Regions from separate parts of the Mus musculus genome. Here all the other regions are linked to region 3. The links are chromatin contacts, called in public HiChIP or PLAC-seq maps. All regions are on one chromosome and are shown on one strand. The core of a region is the stretch at or near the end of the contact, and the rest is flanking DNA. Distances in the headings are between cores, read along the strand shown. Region 1 overlaps Med13l (mediator complex subunit 13-like). Region 2 overlaps Med13l (mediator complex subunit 13-like). Region 3 holds the start of Rnft2 (ring finger protein, transmembrane 2).

Region 1 (4,477 bases), core at 1,545-4,044, 420 kb before region 3:
AATGGCAAACAGAAGTGAGCCTGCCTCAGCTGCTGTGTGCAGACCCAGGCTCCTGGCAGTGTTACCTCGCTGTGGTGATAAAGCTGTGCTTTGGATCTGTTTAAAGTGCTCTCATAAGTGACAGCTTTTGAAATACCATCCTCATTCAGATAAAGTGTAAAAGTACTAAACATTTTTAAGAAGACACCATTTTATTACAAACAAAATTAAATAGCAGTAATTACTGCTTAGCATCCAAATACTCGAAATCTTCACAATTTATAGCGCTTTCCAACTTTTAAAACATGTGTCTTACAGAATCAGTTTGCTCTTTAAAGAGAAAGGCCATGTAGAAGGTTCCAAGTGCTCAGGTGTCAATGTGGCAAATTATCAAAGCAGCAGGGAGGAGTTTCCCAGCAGACCCCACCTGGCTCCCTGAGGGAGAGGAGGAGGAGGAGATGCCCAGGAACGTTGGGAAGGGCCACAGCACTCATTCCTGCATCCATCCTCCATCTACACTGTGTACACAGTCCAAACTGAAATTGCTTCAGAGGAACACGGGCTCCCTCTGAGCTGTGCTACAGATCCCCTTAATATATCACACTGCAGCAAGGGCTGAAATGAACATCTAGCCTTCAGAAACACTTCTGACTCCCCCAGTGCTTTTAACCTCAGGCAGCAGAATCTACTGAAACCTTTGATCCAGAACCCGGAGCTCAGCACACTGGCCTCTGCAGAGGCAGGAGGGGGAGGGGCTGGTGGGAAACAGATTCTCATTTAGTCACTAAAACTACTGAAAAGCAAATTTTGTTTGAACCCTACAAACACAAACAGACTTTTAAGAAGCAAGAGGCAAGGGAGGAAGTCCCTTGTTAGATTTGCTGTGACACATGGCTAAGGGGCAGGAATCTAACAGGAGACTGAGAGGATCTATATGTTCCTTGTCTTTTGTTTTCAACTCTGCTGCCCAATGCATAAAACAGTCTTACAAACTAAACTCTCCGATTCTCACATCTACTTCCTGAGAACTATAAAATAAACAGACACTGCAACAAGACAACATTTATCAACTTACCTATGGACTGCGCCAAATAATACTTAAAGATCTCAATTCTTGATATCTGATTTCTAAGAGATTGACTTAACAAAGAACTGAGTAACCAAATAGCATAATGCCACATTAATTCTGAAATACAGCATCATACCCATAAAAATCCAATTACACACAGTATCACTGACTGATCACCATTCTGCCGCCATTGATTGCCTTGTAAAATCTATTTGAAGTCATTAATAACTAAATGGACTTATTTATATCAAATCAAACCTACTCGGTACGCCGCTCTCCTGAACTAGTCGTGGATGTAGAACACTTGGTATCACTTAACAAATCTATATCAGAAATGCATTTAGCTTGTCCACTGTCAATTCATCAGTCAAATATGGATCAGAGGATACAATAGTAGAGCTAGAAGACAGATGTAGAAGTGCTGTTTGTTCTGACCTGTCTGCAACGTTCAGGAATAACAACCCTGATAATGCTCAGCAGACAGAAGTATGGCTGTGACATGCCATCTCACCAGGCTAACATCTTCCTTAGGAACCTCTAACAGCATGGGTCCTCTGTCAGTTGCAGGATAACCAGAATTTTAATGAAGGTTTCTGCTCAGCGATGTGGCAGCTGAGACATGACCCACGTTAGCATTTCAATGGATCACAGGACTTGTGTAAAGCCAGTAAATTTTCAACTAAAGGAGGTCAGAGAATTAGACTTCTGGATACACTGAGCAAGACCTTCAGAAGACAGCTGTGCAAAAAGCAGCCCACATCCCTGTGATCACTCACACTGCAAGAGAAATCGTCAAGTGTCGAATCACACTGTCTTCCAAACGCAGCGCGTCCCCACTCACCTATCTTTTCAAGCATGATAGAATGAGCATTACCATTGTATCTTTTGCTGTTAATGCAAAACTGCTCTGGAAGGGCAGCCCCCACCTGGCAGAGACCTCTGGCTCCCGGGAGGGCAGTCTGCACCTCATGGTTGACTCCAGACTTCCCTTATGAGCACACACCACTTAAACATCCTAAGTTAGGCTGATGTTTATTAAACAACTACATGTTCAGGAATTACCAGGGATCAGCATGAGATATACATTAAAGGGGGGGTGGGATGTTTTTGCACAGATTATCACAGTATAGCCCAGGCTAGCCTCAAACTCATGATAATCCTTCAGCTTCCAGATTTCAGAATTACAGGTATGTACAGTATTCAATGTTAATGAAAAGCATGCATGTAGTTGGTACACAGGATGCACACATATATGATATACACACATACAGCACACACGTATATGATACACACATCTGACTCAGTTCGGGCAGTTTTACTTCAATCTATCAATGCTTAAGATAAACTTTCCTCTATGATGGCTGTGTTAGTCAAGAAGACTTAACCCCTGGGTTTCAATGTTGCTCTCAATTAAACAATAAAAATCAAAACCATTTCTTTCCTTCTCTTCAGAGGAGACCTGCTTTGAAACATAAACACACTCAGGCTCGGTGCTGACAGGATAGGTCCTGACTTGTCTTTTACACTGAAGCTAAAACAGTGGCTGTCAGAGCTATCACTATGAGTGACCCCTACTCTGTAACTGTCTGAACCGCAGCTGTCTTCTTGGCAACCCCCCCCCCCCCCCAGCTCAGCCAGCATTGCTGTTCTTGCTGCAATAATATTGTGGAGCAGTTTACAGGAGGCTTAGCCCTGGTGGAGTGCACTGTCTGGCATGACCACCAGAACACTGAAACACGATTCATTAGCCACGCCTGAGGAGATAACAATGCTGCGGCTGCTTGCTGCCTTTCAGTTCGCACATCAGCCTGAGAATAATGCTCTCTCGTTACTCAACAAGCACATTTACAGACAGGAAAAACTGTAATCACCTTTGATTAAGAGACAGATTTCGCCTATATGAGCCGCCAGCCATGGTGACATAGTAATTAGTTTGTAAATGACAGGTTAAAACAGCAAATGTAGCAAAAATAACATGGAAGAGGGAAGGGAGGAGAGAACGGAGAGGGAAGAAGGAAAGAGAAAGAGCAGACAGAAGGCTCAGAGACCGCGCCTGCTCTGCGTGCCCTGCCTCCCTGAAGGGTGGCACAGTGGCGGTCCACGGTACAGTGAGAGCCGCCTGAGGCAGACACACACACACGCCACACACACACGCCACACACACACGCCACACACACACGCGGGCGCGCACTCCTCTCATCTCAGGCAAACAGTGGACAGACACTCTTTGGTCGTGCTTTAGCTAAGGACTACTCACTGGCCTTGCTTTTCTGCTCCTCTCACCAAAACTCTGTGGCTGACGGTTACAGCAGCATCCCTCCGTCCCCTCCATCTTCCTTTACCACACTTCTACTGCACCTCTCTCACCTGGCAAACAGTTTGTCTTCATTTACATAAACATTGTTCCAAGCTTTTTTTCCTAATGTGGATTTTAAAAATACTCCTTTGAAGAAACCCCAGACTGCAGAACAATTATATCCACTCATCACTTGGCCCAGCGTGCAATCAGAAGCACTGGTCCCCGCTGTGAGGACAGAGGCCTTGAGAGCAAGCACAGCCATCCTGCTACTTCCAGAAGTGGACAGTCCTTCCACACCCAGGGGCTGCACCCTTTGTGGGAGCAAGCAGTGTGCTGCCTGCCAGCCAGAGTTTGTGCAGACGTTGGTACATAACAGGAAACCAGGTGCTAGATGTGGAGTGAGTGCAGGCAAATTAGCAGAAGGGACAGTTTGAAGCTAATATTGTATATAATTAGCGTTTTAAAAAACAATTACTTTTTAGGCTTTCCATAGCATTACTGTACTTTACATTACAAATGTGCTACAAAGCGAAAAGGAATTCACACACATGAACAGTGAAAATACGATGCCACTATATGTATGCGTACACATGTACACACACACACACACACACACACACACAATTTTTGGTTTAAATGTACTCTAACAACCTAAATACTGCTATTGGGCTTCCAATCTTTCAAACTTGCAATTGGCTACAATCAATTCTGCTAAATCTCTTAGCAAAATCAAATTACTCTTTACCTTCAAGGAGAGGAATGTGTAACTTCTCCATGGAGTTAGTTTATTTTCTATTATCTGAACAAAATACTTTAGGTTCAATACAACGCACATCTATTGGTCCACCTTACAATGCTGCATTTGTCAGGACTCCGTAGAGAGAAACTCACCAAAAAACTTCTGGTAGTGTGCTGCAGTTTCTTGCCACTTCTGCAGACTCCAGCCAATTGGCAGAGTGATGTCAGCTGAGACAAACGCACATGCTGAGGCAAGACCCAAGGCAGGGATAAATAGGACTCGACTCAATAGACAGTGATGAAAAAGCAGCTTAGCGCACTTATACAGGTAGGTAGCTAGCTAGCTGTGCAACGCCTGTGGGTCTCACATCTTTGCTGATCTTCGTTTCTCT
Region 2 (4,694 bases), core at 212-2,711, 460 kb before region 3:
TGTGATGCTGCCATAGTCAGAAATGGACAAAGATAACCACTGAGATTTCTACAGCACAATGTCTTAAAAAACCTCAAGCAAGTGATCCCCCACACCTATGTGTGCATGCAAGTCTCGGGGAAAAAAAAAAAAAGACTCCACTCTGAAATGTGGGAGTCATGTTATTGGAAAACTCACACACGGCATGGGTCACAAATGCCCCTGAACCAACTACTTACTTGTTCTGCCACCCAGACTACTCTGTAACAGCGGGCCACACAAGAACCTCAACATAAACAATGTGAGTGGACACACTTCCTCTCCCTGCAAAGGACAAATGAGTACCGTTCCTCAGAGAGCAGCACACGCCTGGCTCAAGAGAAAAAGAGTTTTCTCTGGCTCTGGTATTCTTACAGCATGTATCCTCAGGAGCTCAGCCTTCCATGCAGCTGCCCAGGGGAGAAGGGCTCCATTAACCCAGTTCCTCTTTATCAATGTCCCACAGACTGAGAACTTTAGATCCCTGTTCAGTAACAATTGGCATCGATGCTCAGACTCTTCACAGGTGGAAGTTGCTAGAAAATCCAGTCTGTGAGCATTGCCCCAGATTCCTTGGACCCTGATGCTCGCTCCGCCCCATATCCTATTCCATCAGGACCACACCTAGTCCCCTCTGCACCACCAAGCACACAACAGAGTATAGTCCATAAAACCACAAAAAGCAATCAGAGGGAAAGGGTTAAAGCCATGACATGTATTAATTTATTCTATGCAATGCATTTGTAATTCTCCCACTTTCAGTCAAGATCACAGTACGGTTTAATAGTCTGGTTCAGGGACCAATTAATCCTTTTATGTTTAAATCAATCACCGAGCCTCTCCAAATGATTCAGCTTCTACATGCTGCCTCCCATCTGATGTCTTTGGGGAGAGAGCACAGTTAACACTGTGTGCCACATTAATCACATTTGCTAATAGAAGAAGAAATGCATTACAGAGTAGTCTCACACAAAACCAGAGTATGCACTAAGCCATGTTAGCATACAATGTCTATGTCTTTGTCTCCTTAATTAAAACAAGCTAACTCAACGTGGGCCAACAGCACACCCTTCCCCTGTCTTCTCATGAGGTATACATGTGTGCAAGCATTCATCCTGGCCTTGAGTAAAATACTTATCCAGGAACAAAACTATTGTCCTGGCTTGATGCTCGTGTTTGTAGACCCGTCTCTCCCATCCCACCCTGACAGGATGAGCTGACATGCAGACAGGGAGAGGAGGAGCGCAGAAAGGCAGAGATTTGATTCAAAGTGGCATGTGTTTGGCACTCTGCCATAAGGCTGTGTCCTTTTACTTGAACAACTCTAAAGTCTATTTAGTGGGGTTAATTCCACATGATATTCATGGGTAGTCTGAAGAGCCTTACCACTGCATGCAAAACAGATGCACACATTTCAGACTATTTTGCCTAGATAAACTTGCCAAGTCCTGCACTGAGCTCAGAACCACAATGCTCTTGTGAACGCCGCGTCTCCCTGTGAGGAGCTACAAAGGAGGCAGCTTTCTGCTTTGCACCTGGATCTCCACCAGAACGAGAGTAGACGACTTCATATTGTGGTGGCTACATCTTGAGTTACCAATGCCTGATTCAGGGTCAGAAATTTCAAAGCTAAAATACTTTGTTTTTAGTGGTCCATGAGTAAGTGGTGCTCTTTTTGTTTTTTAATTTAAGCAAGTAAATTTCTCTGAAGAGTCTATACATGAAAGCCCACAGTGCCCATCAGCTCTGCCCACCAGAGAGAGTGACTGCAAAGCGAATCCAAAGCCGACAAGATGAGCTGTCACAGAGAGGCTACTTCTCTGGACATGTGGAGCATGACAATGGGAGAATCTGGTCAACACTATACTCATGGAAGAGTCCTCATGTCAGGCCCTCCTCACTAATCCGCCCAGATCAAGACTGGATCAAGGAAATAGGTTCCTGTTTCAAAGCTCAATAAAACCAGACACCGCTAACAAGATCAAACAAGTGAACCCAATTTCATGATGGGAACCATGACCTCATCCTAGATATGAAGTCGTCATAACAAACCTCCAGTCACACAGCGTGTGGCTTCCTGGTGACTGACAAAGTGTGTGTGGTTAACATGGGTTTATTCTCTCTTCTTCCTGGTTCTCCCTTTAGAAGACGCTGTCAAATGCTATGTAAGATTTAGACGGACCAAGTGTGGAAGAATCCCTGCACATCATCACTACAAGGCTCCCACGCAAATCTCTAAGGAGTGCAATGCACGACAACGGATAAACCAACAAGCCCCTGTGTGGGTTAACTGAGATATAAGGAGCTCCTGCACGGGGACTCCCTCAGACAGCGAATCCCCAAGAGGGAAACGTACTGCTCTGAGCTCACTGTGAGGCAGTCTTGCAGAGCACAGCACTGCTGGAAGTTGGACTAGACAGTTCAGTAGTAGAAGAGGGATGTGTAGTGTCTGTGCAGCCCTGGGAGCAGTCCCTGACAACTCACCCACAGTGGGTCAGTGAGATGGCTGGGATAAAGACAACACAGCTGCCAAGCCTACCTACGCTGGGACCTATGTGTGGGAGACAACTCTTGCAAGCTGTCCTCTGACCTCCACACATAAGCTGTGCCATGTAAGCAGGTTCACACACAATGAATGAATGAATGAATGAATGAATGAATGAATGAATGATTTTAAACTGCTCAGAGGTCCGTTTGTATACAGGTTTATCTTTTCATAATAGGATATGCTATAACATACATGTCATTGCTTGTGAGAGCAAATACTCTCATTCAGTTTGGTATGAAGGCATCAGATTCACAAAAACAAAGCAAAATGGCAGAGTAGGCATTACGGAGACACTGCCTCACACTGCTGTATCCACAGCCCTTCAGGAAGCCCGGGCAAGGGAAGCACACACACTGGCTTATCTTCGCTCAGAGAAAAGAAATAACAATTGATTATTGCTTTATGTTTTTTTCTCTTTTTAAATATTTTTTATTAGGTATTTTCCTCATTTACATTTCCAATGCTATCCCAAAAGTCCAAACTAAGTATGGAGAAACCAGGGTCTGGAGAGATGGCTCGGAGGATCAGAGCTCATCTTGCTGAGCACCCAGGCTTGAATCTCAGCACCCACACTGTGGTCCACAGCCCGCTGTTAACACCAGTCCTGGAGGATATGGTGCCCCCTTCTGGCCTCTGCAGGCACTGCATGCAGGTGGCACAGAGATGCAGGCAAAACACCCACATATAATTAATAAAAAAAATCAAAATATGCAAAACTAAATAAAACAATCACAAAGGCCTTGGGAATCATTGCAACACCTAGTGAAACACCAGTCCATCAAGCCATTGAACACTTAACGTTACACAAAGCTACTGCTGGGAAGCCATTGCCAAGCAGGTATGATAGCTGCACAAACTGACACTGAGGAAGACTGGCCACCTCGGCACAGTCTGGATGGACATTCAATGCCTTTGTCCTTCATTCAAGTACTGTCCGGGTTAATGAGACTAATTTAACATCACCCAACAACCTCCATCGAGCCTTCAACATGCAGACCCTTTAGCAATGTATATGTGCAGCAGTACAAGACATTACCATGGACTAAATACACTGCTCTGACTCAGAAGGGACACGCCCCACTACAGGATTCTAACACCCAGAGTGTCGTTTACTCCCCTATGCATCGGGTATCTGAAAGCTTTTAAATGAAAGAGGAGGGAAAGCCTCCTCCTATCCAGTGAGGAGGGAGGGAAAGCCTGTTTCTATCCAGTACCCGCATAGGCCATCCCCAAAAGGAACTCTTTAAGGGGGACATGCATTACAAAGTCAACCTGTCAAGGCAGCTCCTTTACAGACTGTATGTCAACGCTGGGAGAGCAGGGACTGCCATGTGCTTCTGCGCTCAGGCTCTCCTGACCCAATGTGCCTGTCATTTAAACAGTACTAGCAACTTGACACCCTTCATAGGCAACAAAACTGTGTCAGTGATTAAAACCCCAAATTAAAGAAAACAGATCAGCATAATGAAATAAAAATACTGCCCCCCCCCCCAATTCTGCAGGGTCTTCAAACAGGCCCAGGGTGTCTCAGGAGTAGTTCCACCACCCCTTCTACTAGGCTGCATCAGCAAACCTTCCCTATGGAAGGTTAGCTCCCCATGGAATTCCTGCCTCCACTCTTCCACCACCTAAGCTAAGCAACACCCTTGAGGCAGCAGGAAACTCTGAGAGAATTTAAGGATGGTAAGGGTGACTGGAGCAGCAGACTGGCCCAGGAAGTACAACTCATGCCAGCACGGACAGCTCTTCGAGTGACAAGGTATTAATAAATAAATCAGAAAGCAGATTTCAAAATATCCAGAAAGCCTTTTCTTTAAGTAAAGGCCCACATCTGAGATCTCTCACAGCAGTTAGCTGGAAGGCGAGGAAGTGCCTAAGTTGCACACAGCTGCCGCCACCACGAGTGATATGTTCTTAAAATCTGTGTGTTTACACTATTTTAGGACCTAGGATAGAGGGCAGACACACTAGCATTCCTGTGTTGTTCCCAAGGTAACGATCCTAGTATCGGCCCCTCGTGATTACTGACTACAAAGGAAGCATGCATGCCACAGTGACAGCTGTACATCAGCAGAACAGAAATGACCAGGTTGTCCTTTGCTGGGACACCAAGAGCAAGTCTCGGTTT
Region 3 (4,312 bases), core at 307-2,806:
TGGGCAAGAGAGTAAGACACGCCCCCCCCCCCCCCCAGGAGTGACTGTGCAAAAGCGCAACCATTCAAAAGACGGACTGTGATACAGAAAACCAGAGAACTATATTCGTAAGAACAGCAAAACAGGATCAAAGGGTGCACAGGAGCAGGAAAGGCGGAGGGGCAGGTGACCTACAAAATGCAACTCAGTCAAGTGTGGTTTCTAGGCAAATGCTGGGAACTGGTTCCTACTACAGTGGGATGCCAGGTCTCTAGGAACTCTCTACCAGGACAAAAACGGGAAAGGGAGGTTGAGAAATTAAAAATAAAAAAATAAAAAATAAAAATCTACCCAACCAAGTTGTGCCCCAAAAGGGAGCCTGTTGGGTCACCCAGGTGAACAGGCACAGAGAGCCCTTGGCCACTTCCTGGTCTAGCCATCTCTACCTCCTGCCCATCAAGAAGCCTGGGGCTGTGCGGAGCAGGGAACGCGACAGAGGAGGGTGCACAGGTCTGAGGACCCCATTCTGCCTGGCCTACCAGCCAGATCCCGCACGGAAGAGGGGCGGTACAAAGACCTGCAGTGGGACGCCTCCCTTAGCGGCCTTCGATTCACAGGAGGACAGGAGGAGGATCACACAATCGGAGGGAGGAGGACTAGAGGGTTGAGGACTAGAGAGCTGAAGGGAGGACCAATGGATGATCCAGGGACTGAAAGGAAGAGGCTCAGAGGCTCAGAGGGAGGACTGAATGGCTGCATATCAGGAGGACTACAAGGTGGAGGACAGGAGAGAGGAGCATCAGAGGACAGAGGATCAAGGGAGGGAGGAACTGTGAGGATCGAGGAGGAGGGGTTGGAAAAGAACAGAGGGTGAGAGGTAAGAAGTTGGAGGGCAGAGGAGAACAGAGGATGGGGAGGCAGAGAATTCGAGGGAGGAGGAGGAGTGGAGGACGGAGGGAGCTAGGGAGGGGAAAGGAGAAGGGCAGAGGACAACGCAACGGAGGGAGAAGGGCTGAAGGAGGATTTTAGATCAGAGGGAGGAGTGCTCAGGAGGAGGATTAGAAGAACGATGGGGAGAAGGACATAGTATTTGAGGGAGGAAGCAGGATCGGAAGGACGGAGGTCCTGAGAGAAGTCGCTTACCTGCTTGAAGGTGCTGCTGAGGAAGTAAACTAGCGAGAGGCCGAAAACCAGGGCGAGCACCCAGCGCTTGCGCAGGAGCCGGCGCCACAGCAGCGCCGCCAGGTTCAGCATCCCGGTAGGGCGCAGGCGCAGAGACGACCCCACGGCATGACCCCTGCAATCCGCTTCCAGCACTGCTTTACCTTCCCGCAGCCAACGCGCCGGCCACGTGATCCGCCGCACGCCCCGCCCCACCTAGTGACGCCAACGCCAGGCCCCTCCATGCCTCCTCGCCATTGGTTCTGCCGGAGCCTCGGCTCTCCATTGGCTGAATGTGACGGCAGGGGCGGACCTTCTCGGACTAGAGGCAGGCCTCCCTGTGCGAGGGTCCTAGCGCCGATCGCGTTCTCGGTGGCACTGCCGGCCGGAAGTCACGTGGCGCCCTGGCCACGCCAGGGATTGGCTAGGCTGGATTAGCAGAGGCCGTGATTGCTGCAGTGTCTGGCAGGTAAATGAAGGCTATGCTCGGCCGCTGCTACCCTGTGACCCCGCGAGCCTGGCGGCAAAGGCGCTTCGCCGTCCGGTCTGGGGACGCCGCTCGCGCCCAAGCGTCCTGTAGGGGACCGTGCAGCCTCCTAGGGAGGACCAGGGTGTGTGGGACGGAGATGGTCCATTCATTCATTCTGTAGCATCCTGTGGGCTCCAGGAGTCAATACGAGCCTACTTGTACCGCCCGTTTGCCACAGAATCGTGGGCATTTAATTTATGACGTTTTCTCAAAGCTTGTAGGTGGAAACTTGGGGATACCGTGTTTTAGTTTCCCCGAGGATAAGGAGTAGTGGGGCCACCCGGAGTATCAAGCCAGATTGCAAATTCTTGAGACATGTTACCTGATGGATGACAGTTTCTTTCTTTATAAAACGGCCTGGTTGAGAGTGTAGCTAGGTGATAGAGGGCTTGCCTGAATATGACGATGATACCAAGGAGTCTTTTCCTAGCTAATTTAATCTTGCAGAAAAGGCAGGCACCTTAGCCTGTGGCTTCCTAGCTAGCTGCAGCCGAGAAGGCTGTGCAGAATTAATTAATTCCGCACCCATTTGTGTTGGCCTGGGCTAAGAGATGGATCTTTCTCTGTAGGGAAAATATGCCGGGAAACTGAGCCTGTTCATGGAAGCATATTCTTTATTTCTTTAAAGATTTTATTTATGTATGTATTTATTTTTTAATTATATGTTAGAGTGGGTTTGCCCATGGGAGTGCAGGTGCCCTCCGAGGTCAGTAGAGGGAGTCAGATCACTTACAGCTGGAGGTACAGGTAGTTGTGAGCCACCCTTGTGGGTGCTGGGAACTGGACTTAGATCTTCTGCAGGAGCAGTAGCCATATGGAGTCTCTCTCCAAGCCTTGCCCTTCTTTCTTGGCTTTCTATTGGTGCGGGAGGTAGGACGAGGTGTGTGCGGATCTGTCGCTGGGGAAAATCAAGGTGATCTAATCTCTACAGAGACGTTGGCCTTCCATCTCTGCAACTCCAAGGTGGACGGGCAGCCCAGACACAGGACCTCTCAAGGGTCATAGTAAACAAACCCACATGTCAATGACTGGTAAGTGCTGTGGGGAGGTAGCCTGTAACCCTCAGCTGGAAAACCATGCCAGGGAAGGAACAGCAGGTACAAAGGCCCGGAGGCAGGAACTCTTAACTTTAAAGTGTCCAGAGGTACCTGGAGTTCTTATGGCCAGAGATAAGTCACAGAATCAAGGTTGTAAACGGGTAATGATAACGTCCAGCACAGCCTGGAGGCCTCCAACGACTCTGATTTTTATTCTGGTTTCACTTAGAAGCCAGTAGAAATTCTAAAATCATTTTTATGGCCCCCCCCCCAGTGTGTGCTTGTGCACATCTGTGCGTGCGTGTGCGTGTATGTGTATAAGTGTGCACATGCATATGTACATATGTAGGTATGTATGGATGCTCAGGGTGGGGGGGCCATTGCAAATGTCCGTGGAGGTCAGAGGTCACCCCCAGGTGTCATTCTGCCAGAACTCGGCACCTTATTTTTGAGATAGAATCTCTCACTGGGACCTAGGGCTCCTCAGCTGGAAGGACTTGGCCAGGGAGTACTGGGAATCCTGGTTCTGCCTTCCCAGTGCTGGGATTACACAGTGCAATACCATGCCTGGCTACTTACAGAGGTGCTGGGGATCAAAGTCAGGTCCTCGTGCATGTGTGGCAAGTACTTTATCCACAGAGCTCTCTCTCCAACCCTCAGGATGCATAGTTTGCTGATAGGACAAACCTAGTAAGGCCATAACCCACCATCAGCACCTCAGGGAGGATAGCTCCAAGGCTACCAGAACTACTGGGCTATTACAGTACCCAGTCACATCCGACAGCTAATTCTGTAACAAGTCATCCCAAGGCCTGTTCACACAAGTGCTTTGTACCACCCAAGGTCTGCTGTCTCCAATGAGTCTCCTGTCCTGTGCTTCCCTCTGAAGAGGAGGAAGAGGAGGAGGAGGAGGCCTGCTCTCTCTGGGACCCAGTGGCCACATCCCATCAGGAACCCTGAGTGTCCACGGCACATTTCGTCAGCATGGAGTTCTGAGGTCCATGTGGCTCCTTGCTGCGCACCAGGTGACGTGTCTCCTTAGGGATTTGTACCTTCACCTATGAAGTGATGGAACCCTGGGTCCCACTGCTCCATTCTCTCCCCAGGAAACAGAGAGGTTCCTGGCTTGTCTGAGGCCACATAGCAAGTTAAAGGGGGCAGTGTCTGCTGCTCACCACACCCAACAAACACCTGTCTGCTCCCATTTGTTGTTTTCTCCCTTTTGGGTAGGAGCCACCTCCACCTGTGACTCTCTCTATTCTCACTGTGAGATGGGGTACTTATTTACAGTCACCATGGCAACAGGCAAGGAAGGAGCGTGTCCAGAGATGTAGCTCACACGTGTGTGTCGCTTTCAGGTGCTAAGGAAAATGCAGAGACGCCACAGTAGCAACACGGACAACATTCCACCTGAAAGGTAAGAGTCTCTGCCCCCCTCCCCAATTTCCTCCCATCTGGGGACCCTAGCTTTTTCAATATTAGTTATTGGGGGTATAAAACAGACCCAATGGAGAATTGCTTTGCAGTGTATTTGGCAGCTTCCCCCTTCCTATAAGAACGCACCCAAGGCCGCCGGCTTTATAAAGAGAAAAGGTCTGTGTAGATC

What was found. HiChIP or PLAC-seq counts read pairs in DNA pulled down with a chosen protein or histone mark.
Region 1: an H3K4me3 HiChIP or PLAC-seq map of embryonic forebrain shows a contact between it and region 3, with 5 times the contacts expected there. The contact joins the enhancer-like site here to the promoter of Rnft2 in region 3. A contact is called at or near these places in 9 of 39 promoter capture datasets (the C10 cell line, the HPC-7 cell line, cranial neural crest and 6 more), 1 of 15 datasets of contacts at CTCF or cohesin (the NIH/3T3 cell line), 2 of 484 Hi-C or Micro-C datasets (the AML12 cell line and bone marrow-derived macrophages), 16 of 115 datasets of contacts at active chromatin or transcription factors (the 230-238 cell line, VIP interneurons, embryonic basal ganglia and 10 more) and 3 of 9 other capture datasets (adipose tissue, embryonic stem cells and macrophages).
Region 2: an H3K4me3 HiChIP or PLAC-seq map of embryonic forebrain shows a contact between it and region 3, with 5 times the contacts expected there. The contact joins the enhancer-like site here to the promoter of Rnft2 in region 3. A contact is called at or near these places in 10 of 39 promoter capture datasets (the C10 cell line, cranial neural crest, embryonic stem cells and 6 more), 1 of 15 datasets of contacts at CTCF or cohesin (the NIH/3T3 cell line), 2 of 484 Hi-C or Micro-C datasets (bone marrow-derived macrophages and memory CD8 T cells), 25 of 115 datasets of contacts at active chromatin or transcription factors (the 230-238 cell line, the NIH/3T3 cell line, bone marrow-derived macrophages and 17 more) and 4 of 9 other capture datasets (adipose tissue, embryonic stem cells, liver and 1 more).

The regions. Positions count from the first base shown.
Region 1 is chr5:118,665,333-118,669,809 of GRCm38.p6, reverse strand. The region is part of intron 2 of Med13l (mediator complex subunit 13-like); the gene reads right to left. Among named protein-coding and RNA genes, the nearest start is that of Med13l, 110 kb to the right of the region's middle. Within about 2 kb of position 2,794, at least 54 of the 459 cell types and tissues checked have an H3K27ac peak or open chromatin away from gene starts, as enhancers often do. A contact at or near this core is called in embryonic basal ganglia and embryonic forebrain, where this site is marked.
Region 2 is chr5:118,702,833-118,707,526 of GRCm38.p6, reverse strand. All of the region lies in intron 4 of Med13l (mediator complex subunit 13-like), which reads right to left. Among named protein-coding and RNA genes, the nearest start is that of Gm42015, 140 kb to the left of the region's middle. Within about 2 kb of position 1,461, at least 22 of the 459 cell types and tissues checked have an H3K27ac peak or open chromatin away from gene starts, as enhancers often do. A contact at or near this core is called in embryonic basal ganglia and embryonic forebrain, where this site is marked.
Region 3 is chr5:118,242,269-118,246,580 of GRCm38.p6, reverse strand. Rnft2 (ring finger protein, transmembrane 2) reads left to right here and starts at 1,556. Exons shown (of 11, transcript NM_001109902.1): 1 at 1,556-1,609; 2 at 3,550-3,731; 3 at 4,065-4,123. The coding sequence starts at 3,708. It overlaps Spring1 (SREBF pathway regulator in golgi 1), which reads right to left and starts at 1,354. Exons shown (of 5, transcript NM_001081236.1): 1 at 1,123-1,354. The coding sequence starts at 1,233.